Linked DNA regions of Hordeum vulgare: regions 2 and 3 are each linked to region 1. The links are chromatin contacts, called in public Hi-C maps. All regions are on one chromosome and are shown on one strand. Each heading gives the region's core, a stretch centred on a gene start, on an enhancer-like site or on the middle of the called end of the contact. The rest is flanking DNA. Distances are from core to core; before and after follow the strand shown.

Region 1 (4,782 bases), core at 1,496-3,995:
TTGCAGGAAGTATTAAGAATAATAAACAAACAAAAACTAACATCACTGGGCTACTCAGAAGAGCTCTGAACCAGAGAATTTAGGAAACAGTCTTGATAGTAGACCATTGCTTACAATATAGAAGATGTATATCTGAGGGGCATGGGTTCAACGTGCATGTCTATAGAAGAAGTTTGATTGTCTCATAGGTTCATACAGCTTAGGCGCTTGTCTCTTGGTTCTGTCGCTTATTGTTTTACAAACTCACCAGGACAGAAGTTTATCCAGATCAAGCATCTAATTTTTATTATTTTTTTGAGAAAAATCAAGCATCTAATTTTCTAGTAAGAAACCAGAGATATAGAATGAAAGTAAAACATAATGTACCAACACTGTATTGCGATTTTTGAAAACCATATAGTAAAGACGGTTTTGCAGTTTTTTGAGAGGCAATTAGGAGCAATCAATGACTAATAAACTAAGGAAGATTCCTAACCCCACCCAAAATGGAGGAGGACATGGTCATATATGAACAAGGAATAGGCAAAATGGATAGAAAGGCTTACAATAAAGCAACAAGAGACTAATTGTTAATTACTCCCTCCGTCCCATAATGTAAGACGTTTTTTGACACTACGCTAGTGTTAAAAAACATCTTACATTATGAGACGGAGGGAGTAGATGATAGCGTACCGGCAGGCAATGTAAAGGCAAGCTGCTGCAACATGAGTTGTTCGACGGCCCCTTGTAAAATTATGGTCCACAGCTAGCTACACTTCAACAAAAAGAAATATCATTTTCATAATTTACCATACTATTTCAGAGAAGATAGTTACTGAGTGATAACAAAAATCCATACTGTATAAAATTTATGAGCCATATCAATGATAGTATCTCCACCACCAACATGTAAGCTGGTGACAATCTGCCAAATCTCGTCTCTCCCTACGGAAATAAATCACAGGCTTAATTCACGAAGTGGGAAGAACAATCAATAAAACAAAGGAGTGCCCTAAAAGCCATACCTTTCATTAAAGTCCTTTCGTGGGATAGTGAACTCCCACTCTCGATGCTGCTCAGTATGTTTCCAGCCAGCCTGCTCTGTACACATCCAAGAAAGTCAACCTGACAAACTACACAGATAAATTAAGGAAGTGAATAATGAGAAGCACAATAATAAGACCAACCGCTCCGGAACTGTCCTTGAAAAAAGTAGGCTCATCGGTGAAAATCTCCTGATCAATAACCTTTCCACACGTCCCACAACATCTGACCATCAAACATGACAAGACACATGAACAACCGCTGAAGCTGCTTAATAGAAATTTATTAAGCAAGAAAGTAACATGCTGATCAACAAAACAATGTACACAAACAATTATACGGCTTGATTTCACATGCAATGAGAATAACAAAGAAAGAATAGGAAAGGGGGTCTCACATATATCCTTTGTCGGGATCCTTTATGAATGGGCAATAATCAGCACAGTGAGAACAGTAAACCATTGGTGAACAGAAGTAGTAGACCTAGGAGAATGATCCAACTCCAATTAGCCTTCAAATAAGAGGATTGCAAGGAATGTGATCTTCAACCTTCAAAAGTAAAAAGAGCAATCTATTCAGATTGTGAAGTAAATACAAGTAAAGGAATAGCAGACTTCGATTTGGATTATTTTTCTACCCAGTTCCAATCTAACAACGCATTTTATAGTTGGAGCATTACAACTAGCATGTGAGAGGTGACCTGCTTCCTAACCGTGTGTGCACTTACTCTGGAGGTCAAACACGGGGGCAGGACAGGCTGCATTCAGTCCAATAAAATATCAAAACATTCAAGCACTACTTTTGATTTCTAGGATTAAATATTCAGTGCACGGGAAGACTAAAATTCAACACGTTGAATTTTAACTTCCAATTCAAAATCGATCATGAAGTTACAACAATGAAACTAAACTAAGCTTTCAACTCAGAAAAAAAAGTGTTGAGATCTTTGAAAGCACATAGTTAGCCGCTGGCAACAGCGTCCTGACCAATGCTCCGCGTGAATTCCCAAGCCCCAACGCAGTAGTATAGCAGCATTTCTTACGACAGCGTCGAGCAGCTTTCTTGGCTTGTCCCCCACAAGTCGTGGTGGCTCAGGAGCAATGTCCCCAGAGCAAGAGCAGACTCGTTAACTCAAAATGTGGATGCATCAGCAGAATTAGAGGACACATCTATGGTTGACAGCATGATGCAAGGCATTTGAATTCAATAATGTAGTGCTAGTTGCATTCTAAGACATACCACTAAATTTTAACCCTCTCTAATTCCAAGATCGGTAGGCCCAGTCCAGTTAGCGAAAAGCAAAAGAACCAACCAAACTGTATTTTTTACACACAACCCCATCCAATCTTAGAGTGGCCAAGAAGTAAGAATGAGAGAAGCCTTACACGCCTCGGTGTGGAAGCTGCGTGGCGGCGCAGCGGGTAAAGGGCGGCGTCAGGGGCCTGGGCGGCGGCGCTGCTTCAGTGGAGGGGGGGCGTCTAGGGTTGGGATCGGCGGCGGCACAACTCCAGGGAAGTGGGGCGTCGGGGACGAGAGGTTAGGCAGAGGTGGGAGGCGGGAGGCGGAGAGGAGGGCCGGGCGGCAGCACGGAGGTGTGGGGAGAGGAAGAAGCGGCCGCCTGGCCGGGGAAAGGGAGGGGGGCACGGAGTGGTAGAACGGCGAGGGCCGAGGGTTCATCGAGGTTTCTACCAGAGCTCAGCTTTGGTTTCGGGAAATCCTATGTGGCGAACGTTCGCTGGGGGTGGGATCCCAGGGAACGCCACCAGAGCCGTTAGATCCAGATCAGACGGTGGTAGTTTTACAAAAGGAATGTACCCGTAATATAAACGAACTACCAAGACAGTTTTGCAAAATTCCACCCTCAGCCACACAAAATGCCTCCCCCAGCGTTCACAAATGCCATCATTGTCGGCGGCCGATCAGCTGGTGGTCCTTGGTTTTTGCTTTTTTGAATCATCTTTCGCTAGAAAAAGACTCGTGCGTTGCAACGGAAAAAATAATGTAATATATTTATGTAGTCTAATAAGCATGATTCAAGACCATTCATAGGTCCACGTCCTCTATTTCAACACAGCGACATGTCAGCGTTGTCGCTTATGCTCCTTCCATTCGTGTCTGGCGAGATCATGAATATTGCACAAAGATCCTCTGTCCTTGGTTAATATAGTAGAAAGACCATGAGGGTTGCACAAAGATCTTCTATCGTAAGTTAATATACTAGGAAAAAATGAGAAGTTCGTACAATACAAACACTTCAAATCCAACTCCTTGTTCGATGGTGTAAAAAAGACAAAAACTGGCCCCTCTTGAAAACTTAAGCATAACATGAACCCAGTTTATTTCAAAAAATGGTCCATTTCACGATGCCCAAGCCTGAATCGCCATGTCATGCAGCACATTGCCCTCGTCAACGGCATCATGCGTCAGAGTTGACCGTACTACGTCAGATCGGACTACGATGTATGATGCTCCGGTCTAGGGCGCCATGCTTAGTAGGACGAGGCCTTGCTTAGGCCATCTCTAACGGCGATCCGCAAATTCCTTGTGGCATACGTTCGTGGACACGGGACAGTCTACACGCACTAGTGTCGGAGGCCGGAGGCCGGCATCCAATGATGTATGCATACATTGAACAACAATTTGAATTAACTAAATAAAATTTGTGCAAACTTTTATACGAAGTTCAGATATAATTTACATATACAAATGATTTTTCGACCATTTTACTAAAAACTATTAAACAAACTAAAACGTTGGCATGACCACCTCGTATGCGTGACCGTCATGTCTTGTTGCACTAATGTCGTCGTACGTGTTGTCGTCATCATCGTCCCTCCACTGGCAGACGGATGTCGGAGAGACGCGATAATCGACGGTTGCATGTCGCTCGGATGAGCCGCTCCGCCTCCTGTTGCGTGATACGAAGGGACTGGCGACTACTGACTATGCCGACAGAGTCCTGGTGATGGTCTTGCCTTACCGGCGTTGGGGAGCAATCACTGAGTGACCACTACTCGCCGATCTTCGCGAGCTCGCCGTCAAGGTGGAGGTGTCGCCTCGCGACTGTCTCCGTGGGGGCGACTGAGCGACCGAGCACCCACGCGACAGTGAGGTCAAGGTTGTTGCGGACCCACTCCGTCCACGTGTGTCTTGGCAAACGCAGAGTGGCGACCGGCATTGGGCCGGTCATACCTTGCTTGTTGCCTCGCTGCACGTTCCGCCTTGGATACTACGACTCGTGAGACGGAGGCACCGTCGTAATTGCTTCCACCGAAGTAGTGGAGGATGAGGCCACACACCTTCGCAGTTGCGGGGGCAGCTCCTCCTTTACCAGGCGCCGATGGCGTCGTGGTGGCAACGAGGGTCTGTCGATCCACATGTAGCGGTTGTGCGGCGGGGGGATGCTCGCTCGTCCTTCATGCGACGGAGGCGCTCGGGTGCGTCGTCTCCTCTTTCACGTGGTTGTCGATGTGGAGGACAAGGTTGCGAAGAACATCGACTCGTGAGTCGCTTGAGATGAGACGCCTTCATTGACTTTGGAAAGCCATTCCCAAATCCGCTTTATAGTGGACAAAACACTCACACGGTCATATTGTCCTTTGATTAGATGACCAGAAATGATGTTCTTGGCGGTTGAGTCCAGTTGAGCAAACCTCTTCATATCAGCAACAGTTACACCTTCGCTCACTTTGGGAACACCAGCCATGACGACATACGAGAGGTAATTGTCAATGGCTTCGAGATGCATGCGCTTCTTGT
Region 2 (4,782 bases), core at 1,408-3,907, 880 kb after region 1:
TAATTGGGTCTTCTTATTCGTCTTTTTATTTTTTTTATTTTTAGGTTTGTTTACATTTTTTAAGAAAATGTATATTTCTATTTTTTGCCTTTTTTAAAAAATGTTTGAAAATTCAAAAGTTATTCAATTATGAAAATATATTTGCATTTTTCAAAACATATAGATAATTAAAAAAGTACTATTTTTTTAAAAAAATTATCAGAACTTTAAAATATTCACGTTTTACAAACATGTTCAAATTATTAAATGGAACAATTTATATATTTCTTTCAAAAATATAGAAAGAATTATATCTTTGCAAAATGTTTGCTTCTAAAAGAAAGTTCATTTTTATAAACAATCAGTTTTTCAAGAAATGTTCACTGTTAAAAATCCATTTTATAGGCAGGCACAATTCTAACTAGCGCTACAATAGCAGTGCAAGCAGCTACTCTATAAATTGCACTGATTGTACTTGTAGATGGGCGAGCCAAGTCGTGATCTCAAAATGTTGGGTGTACCTATGCCTCGTTCGCAAGAGCTATATCTCGTTCCACCCGAGATGGAACAAGCTCTCGCTGAAATGTTTACATTAACATCCTGCCCATTAATGAGCACATAAGAAAGGAGAAAATGGGAAACGGGGAGCACCAGGGATCGGGCAAATCCTATTTAACGCTGAACGCATTGGTTAACGTTCATTTTGCAAACAAGTGCCTGTAGTGCACACCACCTTCCACGTGTTGGGCCGGTCCATGAGCATGCGATATATTTATTCGTCAAAAGGGTTAAAAAAGGGAATTAACTAGTTAGCGAGCGCTTCATTGGGAGCCTTCCAGTGATTGTTTCCGCGCGCCGTCACTTGCACGCTTCCAGCCGTCGTCACGTGCCGCGTTCTGAGCGTTTTTTCAGATTTTGTTTTTTATTTTATTATTTCGGAGGCGTTTTAGCCTTTCGAGTGGGTTTTTTTGATTTTTTTGGTGTTACGGTTTTTCACCGGTCTTTCGTAACTTTTGGACGAAAAAAATCACTAAAAACACGTTTTCTGTTTTTTTACGCGAAAAAACGTTTTATTTTATTTTTTTTGCGAGAGACATGGTTTTGCTTTCGCGAGAGGCACGGTTTTTCCTTCGCCGTGCCTCTCGAAAAAGAAAAACGTGTTTTTTCTTTTTTTTGCGAGAGGTACGGTTTTGCTTCCATGAAAGGCACGGTTTTGTCTTCGCGAGAGGCACGTCCGTGCCTTTCGGAAAGGAAAAAAAGCATTTTCTATATTTTTTTTGCGAGAGGCGCGGTTTTGCCTTCGTGAGAGGCACGTCCGTGCCACTCCTAAAAGGAAAAAAACATTTTTTCTATTTTTTTCGCTAGAGGCACAGTTTTGCTTCCGCGAAAGGCATAGTTTTGTTTTCGCGAGAGGTACGTCAGTGCCTCTCCCGAAAAGGGGAAAACGCGTTTTCTCCTCTCTCTTTTTCACGAGAGCCACGATTTTGCTTTCGCGAGAGGCATGGTTTTGCCTTCGCGAGAGGCACGACCCGTGCCTCTCAAAAAGGAAACAAACGCGTTTTCTGTTTTTTTTTCTATCGCGTGAGGCGCGGTTTTTTCGTCAGTTTTTTTCTTTCGGATTTTTCCGTGAAAAAAAAGTTCATCAAAATCTATCAACATTGGATCTAGTTTTTAAGATCTCAACGTGAGAAAGACAACGGTGAAAACGGTACGAGATTTGGACGCATGGTTTAGGAGATAAAACGTTTTAAAATGCAGATCTACGGAAAAAAGGAAAACTCCTAGGTTGTGACTACTGATGCGCCACTTATCACAACCTGTGAAGGTCGGAGTAATCGTTGGAAGGTGTATTCTTTAATTAGTGATTTTGAAAAAAAGTGACCAACGATAGTTCAAAACCGTGACCTCATTCTTCACAGCCGACGTAGCCCACCGCCACGCCGCCGAACATTAGTGCTTCAAAACATGTTTTATTTTTATTTGTTCTCTGAGTTGCGGAATCCTCCAATTTTATTTGGGATTTTTTCCAAACCAGTTTTCCGCCAATTCTTTGGACAATTCTAGGGCGGTTTTATTCTCTTATTTCCATCTTTTTTATTGCATGATTTTTCTATAAATTCGTATTTTTATTGAAAATTGATTATTTTCTTTCAAAAAAATAAATAAACTTATTTCTATAGCAATGAACTTTTTTCAAATGTTACTTGTTGTTTCTTCAAACTCATTGAACTTTTTTATGAATTCTATGAGGGTTTTTTCAAATTAGATGACCTTTTTTAAAATTCAATGAACTTTTCCTTGAATTTTGTGATTTCTTTTCAAATTCGATGAATTTTTTATCGAATTCTATGAACTTTTTTAAACGAGAGGCGCGTCCATGCTTCTTGAAAACGAAAAAATACATATTTTCTTTTTTCTTCGCGAGCGGCATGGATTTTTGTCCACATTTCTAATAAAAAATTGTTAAAATCTATCAAAATAGGATCTAGTTTTGAAGATCTCGACGCGAGGAATCCAACAGTGAAAAAGGTTTAATATTTGAATGCACCAATTATAAGGTGTTTTAAATAAACGAATCTGGAAAAAGGACAAAACTCCTAGCTTGCGACAAGTGACACATTTACAGTGCGCCACTTGTCACAACATGAGAAAGTGAGAGTGAACTTTGAAAAGGATACATCTCAATTAGTGATTTTTAAGATTAACAGCTCCTTGGATGCATATCGGACAAATGCCCATTGGTGCCTCCTTTAGTTGGCCCATCAGACAATGGGCTTTGAAAAAGACCATCCTTAGAGAAACATATTGTTGGGACGAATTTCCAATTAGGCGTTCACTCTGTTAAATACTCGTGGTTTAGTTTTTTTCTTTTGGGGGAATATACACGTGGTTTAGTACTAGGAAATGATGAGGTGGACCGGTACATAAGGTTATAGGAGTTGAGAACCCTCTCGAATGCTTCGTGTCCATTTTTTATGTGGTTTTGGAACCTTATAGAAGGTTCCTTAATTGGGTCTTCTTATTTGTATTTTTTCATTATTTTTTGGTTTGTTTATATTTTTTAAGAAAATGTATATTTCAAAACTTTTCCCTTTTTAATTTTTTTTTAAAAATACAAAAGTTATTCAATTATGAAAATATATTTGCATTTTTCAAAACATATTGATAATTGAAAAAGTACTCATTTTTATAAAAAAAATATCAGAACTTTAAAATATTCATGTTTTACAAACATGTTCAAATTATTAAATAGAACAATTTATATATTTCTTTCAAAAATATAGAAAGAATCATATCTCTGAAAAATGTTTGCTTTTAAAAGAAAGTTCATTTTTATAAACAATCAGTTTTTCAAAAAATGTTCACTGTTAAAAAACCATTTGATAGGCTGGCACAATTCTAACTAGCGCTACAATAGCTGTGCAACCAGCTAATCTATAAATTGCACTGATTGTACTTGTAGATGGGCGAGCCAAGTCGTGATCTCAAAATGTTGGGTGTACCTATTCGTCGTTCGCAAGAGTTATATCTCGTTCCACCCGAGATGGAACAAGCTCTCGCTGAAACGTTTACATTAGCATCCTGCCCATTAGTGAGCACATAAGAAAGGAGAAAATGGGAAACGGTGAGCATCAGGCATCGGGCAAATCCTATTTAACACTGCACGCATTGGTTAACGTTCATTTTGCAAACAGGTGCCTGCAGTACACAACACCTTCCACGTGTGGGCCGATCCATGAGCATGCGATATATTTATTTGTCAAAACGGTTCATAAAAGGAAAGCAACTAGTTAGCGAGCGCTCCTTTAAGAGCCTCCCAGTGATCGTTTCCGCGCGCCGTCACTTGCGCGCTTCTGGCCATCGTCACATGCCGCGTTCTGAGCGTTTCCTTCAGATTTTGTTTTTTATTTTATTTTTTCGAAGCCTTTTCGCCTTTTGAGTGGTTTTTTTCGATTTTATGGTGTTACGGTTTTTTACCGGTCTTTCATAATTTTTGGACGAAAAAAAATCACAAAAACGCGTTTTCTATTTTTTTTACGTGAAAAAACATGTTTTTTATTTTTTTCGAGAGGCATGGTTTTGCTTCCGCGAGAGGCACGCCGTGTCTCTCGAAAAAGAAAAAACACGTTTTCTGTTTTTTTTTGCGAGAGGCACGTTTTTGCTTCCGTGAAAGACAAGGTTTTGCCTTCGCGAGAGGCACGTACGTGCCTTTCGGAAAGGAAAAAAACATTTTTTTTGCGAGAGGCGGTTTTGCCTTCGCGAGAGGCACGTCCGTGCCTCTCCCGAATGGAAAAAAAACGTGTTTTCTATTTTTTTCGCGAGAGGCACGGTTTTGTTTTCGTGAAAGGCAAAGTATTGTTTTCGCGAGAGGCACGTCCGTGCCTCTCCCGAAAAGGGAAAAAACGCGTTTTCTGCTCTCTTTTTTTACGAGAGCCACGATTTTGCTTCCGCGAGAGGCACGGTTTTGCCTTCGCGAGAGGCACGACCCTTGCCTCTCGGAAAGGAAAAAACGTGTTTTCTGTTTTTTTTCTATCGCGTGAGGCACGGTTTTTTCGTCCAATTTTTTTCTTTCGGATTTTTCCGTGAAAAAGAAAGTTCGTCAAAACCTATCAACAATGGATCTAGTTTTGAAGATCTCAACGTCAGAAAGCCAACGATGAAAACGGTACGAGATTTGGACGCATGGTTTAAGAGATAAAATGTTTTAAAATATAGATCTAAGAAAAAAAGGAAAACTCCTAGGTTGCAACAACTGCCACGCATGTAGTACGCCACTTGTCATAACCTGTGAAGGTCGAAGTA
Region 3 (4,782 bases), core at 922-3,421, 640 kb after region 1:
AGCCTCGCTGGCCTTGGGCGCTCAGTTAAAAAATAAATAAAACGGACTCAGCGAGTAGATGCCAAACGAGTTGCACGCTGACAGGGTCCGCCGAGCCCCGCAGAAGCAGACAACCGGTGGCAATGAGACGAAACTGGAAATTTGGAGCACCCCAGACATTTCTCTGACAGCTCTACGTGGCTTGACATGAGGACCTCGTCAGCTTCAATTGTTTGCTCACCCGAAAAAAAAAACTTCAATTGTTCGCTGCCTTCTCTTCTCGGGAGAAGACGACTACGAGCAGCAGCAGGTGCAGTATTTTTCCAGAGCGGCCCATGGCTAATAATAAATGCCTGTCCTGCAGGAGTAGTAGTGTAGCAAGTAGAGTAAAGCTGTGTGCACGGGTGAACAGTGTGGGATCGTGTGCAGCTTGTCTCGTTCGCGGCATGGCGCTGTATGAAATTTCGCGTCACCTGCACGTAGAGTAGTACGCATTTTTATTTCCCGCCGGGAATTAAGCGGCTGGCACGTGCGACGTACGCCGTGGATCGCTCGGCTCGGAGCCGCGATCCGGCTGGGCTACCGCCGCGTGCAATGGATGCCTTTGAGTGTTGGCAACCGCACGTCTTTACTCTACGTCTCTCCCGTTTCTTCCCCTCAACGCAACGCAACGCAACGTACGTAAGAATCAACGGCCCGTATCAACCGTGGAACGCACCGGAAAAATGCACCGGTCAGACGAAACATGTACTAGTAACTGCAGTTACAAACATCACCCTTGCTTCGCGGTCTTCTACCACTAATGAAGTGCCAGTCTGAACTTCCGGAAATTGACAAGATTCATTCAGTTCATCTGACCTCAATCAGTATTGGTTCTACGCTGGGCTTGCTACCTAGCTCCAACCCTTGTGATGCACTGGCTCGAGCTCTGGCTTGTGGTCGAAGTTCCGCCGTACTGAGCGAGACCGATGCGCATTTCGATCATTGCCGGCAAAGCAGCCATTAGGGTTCCGAGTTAGTGCTGACGTCCCCCTCCATTACCCACCCCCCACCCCCGGCACTTGAATATGTTATCTCCCTGCCATAGACTAATCGGCTTCCAAGCATGATTATACGGCAATCATGTGGGGCAATCACTAGTTAATTTGCGCCAAGCAAAGAACATCACACCAGGACAAAACAGAAGCAAGATTTTAAACAAGTGGGCAAGCAAACAGTGAATTTTTTTTTTTTTTGAAACAGCTGAGTTGCTGATGATGTCTGTGAACTGAAACCCAACGCAGCTGGAGGGACGACAGGAGTAGTCCTAAGTAAAAGTAATAATCACATTTAGGTCCAGCCTTTTTTGTCACAACACCCCTGCTAGAGTTCATCTTTCTTTTTTCGAGAAACGCTAGAGTTCATCTAGTTTGTCTTCCCACCCGTGTGGGTGTGGTACAGCTTATTTATCCTGTTGTTTCTCACTCCACACCCTTGATAGTCCTGAAATTACAGAGCTCATGGATCCCATATATACATACACGGAGACGGAGACGACGACGAAGCGTGCACGCACACGTGCGAGGGGGGTTCGCCGGCGACGGGGAGCAGGGGATCGAGCTACTAGCTAGGCGCGGAGGGCTCCGACCTCTCGGAGGCGTGGGACAAGGAGGCCGCTGAGGTGGAGCCCCATGAGGCCCTCGAGGCCGCCCACGGGCGCGCCGCCGACGAAGAGCGCCGGCACGGCCGCGTGGCCGCCGGCCTCCACCGCCGCGAGCTCCTCGGCGGGTCCCTCGAGCTCGATGACGGTGGCGTGCGCGCCGACGGCCGCGAGGAGGCTCTTCATGACGTGCGCCATGTAGCAGCCGCGGCGCGCGAAGATGACCACGGGGCTCTCCCTGACCAGCCGCCCGAACCGCTGCGCCGGCGCCTCCTCCTCCCCGGCCGGGTCTATGGTCAGCCCCCGCCGGATGCCCGCCACCGCCTGCATGCTCGCCGCCTCCCGCCGCCGTGAAGAGGTGAAAAAGGTCGCCGCTCGCAGCAAAACTAAACTAGGGAGCAGAGAAGCAGACGACGCCTCTGGTCTGGTCACGGTGAATATGGATGGGTAGGAGGTGGAGAGGCGAGCCCGGCGAGGCGTTTATATATAGGGGGGCCGGAGCGGGCACATGGGATGGGAGGTGACGTCGGGCGGGCGATGACAAGGTGCCGTGGGGCCTGAGGTTGCGTCACGTGGCCGGAGACGGACAGCAAAGCGGGCATTAAATTCAGCACCACCACGAGCTGGTAGAGCTCCAAAGTATCCTCCCTCCCTCCCTCTCACCCCTACCACCGGACGGGTGGTGACGGACGGAGAGAGACGAAGGAAACGGACCTTCGTTTTTATGCCACCCTTTTCTTCTCGGAGTGGCAGCAGCAGCAGCAGCATATTTTTTTCTTCTTTTCGGATTCGTTGCGGTTTGGTGAGCGGGATATGCGGGGCAACGCGAACCATCCATCCATCCAGCCTGAGGCTTGGGAGATGCCGGCATCGAAACTCACTGACTGGGTGCATGGTACGTACGATCGATTGTCCTCCGCCGATGCGACCGCGGCCTTCAATTTCAGCACATGGACGGGTGCAGTGCCAGTGCCACCGCAGCAGGTCGTTGGCTTCGTCGAACCAGCTGCCATACAACACAGTACGGCTGCCACGTGAGCCCAAGCGCTAAATTTGCACGACGGGTCGACGCCGACGACGACGAGGATGGGGGACTGTGCGAGACGAGGGCGCTCTCGCTGGCTGGCGTCACCAGGCCTACGCAGGCAACAGTGTCACGGCTAATTAATCCATCTCGTGCCGCGGTCTGCTGCTCCGATCCGTCTCTCGGAGGCCGGCCGGCCGAGAGGGTGACCGGTGACGTCCACGCTCGCCTCAGCGGTATCGTCGCCGCGCGGGGCCCGTGCGGGACGCGTGGCGCGCCCGGCGTCCGGTGACGTCGCTGTTGCCCGGCCGCTCGGGGCAAGCCTAGCTAGTGCGCCGTCCAACGTCAGGTCGATCGAAGCACCGCCACCACCACATCGCCCGGAGGCGGAGGCGACAGCACGGGCCGGACTTTGCCCCGCCGGTCGGTCGCATATTCCTTCCGCGCTGCGACCCCAGATCTTTTTCTCTCGTTGTGAACGCAGGTCGTCGCATGGTCACGTCGGCCGCAATGTGCGCCACGGCACGGTCACTCCGCCTTGCCCCTTCCTGCCATTTTTTCGGGGAATTAAGAGCTTTATTCATATAAAGGCATTCGTTACATAGTTAGTTAGAAGACTGCTAATCAAGAAGCTCGGTGTCTTCGTCAGCCAGCTTTCGATGACACTCACCTCACAAGCACGCTTGACGCAAAGATGAGCTGGTCCGTTAGCTGATCTACTAGTTATATGCTGAATTACAAAAGAGTGAAAAGGAGCAGATTGCTCATCAATTTCTAAAAAAATTGGTGCCACAACTAAACGACGGTTGTGGCGAGAGTTCGAGAGGTTGACCACCTTCACGTTGTCGGGTTCCATCACCACATGCGAGTACCCTCTGAGATTTGCGAAGATGACACCGTCTCGAACTGCAAGGGCCTCCGCGATCATGGTGCCAGTCACTCCCGGGTGCAGCTTGCACCAAGCACCCAGTAAGGCTGTGGGTGCACGTGCCATTCCATCAGCTCCACTCTTCCCTTCTTCTCGAAGGATTGCTGCATCGGTGTTGATCTTCACGTGATCATGCTCAGGGGAGCGCCAACCATGGCCTCACAAAACAGTTGCATGCTGCAATGGAATATCCAGCATAGCCAATGCTTCTCGAGTGAGCCACATCGAGTTGGCCGGATCCAGTTTATCACCGTCATGTGTCCAGCAATTGCGTGATGTCGAGATGGACCACATCACTTTGATGATCGTTTCTCATTCTTGTGCCGAGAAATTCGGTCCGCATAAGATATCAACCGCCCATGTGAAGCGATGGAACTGCGGGAGTTTGATGTCCATCAGTTGGCGTGCTTCCTCCCAAAACCCTCGAGCATGTGAGCAATGCATGAGGGCATCCTGCAGATCTTCCTCATGTGACTCACATAGCTTACATGTGCTAATATCACGTATGTGTCGATGTTGGAGTGTGCAATCATCTGGCAAAATTCAACGAAGAACCCGCCACCAGAATACACGCACCTTCGGGATCACCTTAAGAGACCATAAAGCTTTCCACAATTGTTGTTTACTTACTCAAGATTCTGATACGTGTCCTTCTTCTCGAGCTTGAAGCTCTTTCTGAATCACTAGAGCCCGGTACGCTGATTTAACAATGTATTTGCCTGATCTCTCATGTGCCCAAGCCAATGTATCATCACCACCATCGCGCCGCAAGGAAATATTCAGAATAGCATCTGCGTCTGGTGCAATAAAGTTTTGACGAATCAGGTCATGTTTCCATGTCCATTTATCCAAGTCGATAAGATCACGGGCTAAAGAAATAGTAGGAACCATCGGTGTGAGCAATGGAGTTCTAGTATGCGTCGTTGGAATCCACTTATCTGTCCATGCATTAATAGAAGTACCATCGCCAACTCGTGTAACAGTTCCGGCAAGTAGAGCCTTCCTTACTGCAATGATAGCCCGCCATGTTGCTGAGGCGACCTTAGGTACAGTTGTTTGCAAGAAATCTGGGTTTGGGAAGTATCTACCTTCAATAACTCTATCACAAAGGGAGTCGGGATTAGTCATAAAGTGCGAGCCATGCTTCCCTAACAGAGCCAAGTTGAACAGGTGAAGATCACAGAAGCTCATGCCTCCTTGACATTTTTGTTT

Evidence for each region. A called contact is a pair of places that touch in the nucleus more often than the background predicts.
Region 2: a contact with region 1 is called in a Hi-C map of leaf, with 2.4 times the contacts expected there. The contact joins the enhancer-like site here to the promoter of LOC123442888 in region 1. A contact is called at or near these places in 2 of 6 Hi-C or Micro-C datasets (both in leaf).
Region 3: a Hi-C map of seedling shows a contact between it and region 1, with 3 times the contacts expected there. The contact joins the promoter of LOC123439478 here to the promoter of LOC123442888 in region 1. A contact is called at or near these places in 2 of 6 Hi-C or Micro-C datasets (leaf and seedling).

Annotation. Positions count from the first base shown.
Region 1 is chr3H:42,100,316-42,105,097 of MorexV3_pseudomolecules_assembly, forward strand. LOC123442888 (transcription factor IIIB 60 kDa subunit-like) reads right to left here and starts at 2,746. Exons shown (of 20, transcript XM_045119064.1): 1 at 2,409-2,746; 2 at 1,421-1,572; 3 at 1,167-1,248; 4 at 1,005-1,080; 5 at 839-924; 6 at 673-749. The coding sequence starts at 1,485.
Region 2 is chr3H:42,983,249-42,988,030 of MorexV3_pseudomolecules_assembly, forward strand. No RefSeq gene overlaps it. Among protein-coding and RNA genes, the nearest start is that of LOC123442890, 100 kb to the right of the region's middle. Within about 2 kb of position 2,658, at least 1 of the 3 cell types and tissues checked has open chromatin away from gene starts, as enhancers often do. A contact at or near this core is called in leaf, where this site is marked.
Region 3 is chr3H:42,739,308-42,744,089 of MorexV3_pseudomolecules_assembly, forward strand. It overlaps LOC123439478 (monothiol glutaredoxin-S2-like), which reads right to left and starts at 2,172. Exons shown (of 1, transcript XM_045116190.1): 1 at 1,287-2,172. The coding sequence starts at 1,948. The coding sequence ends at 1,586.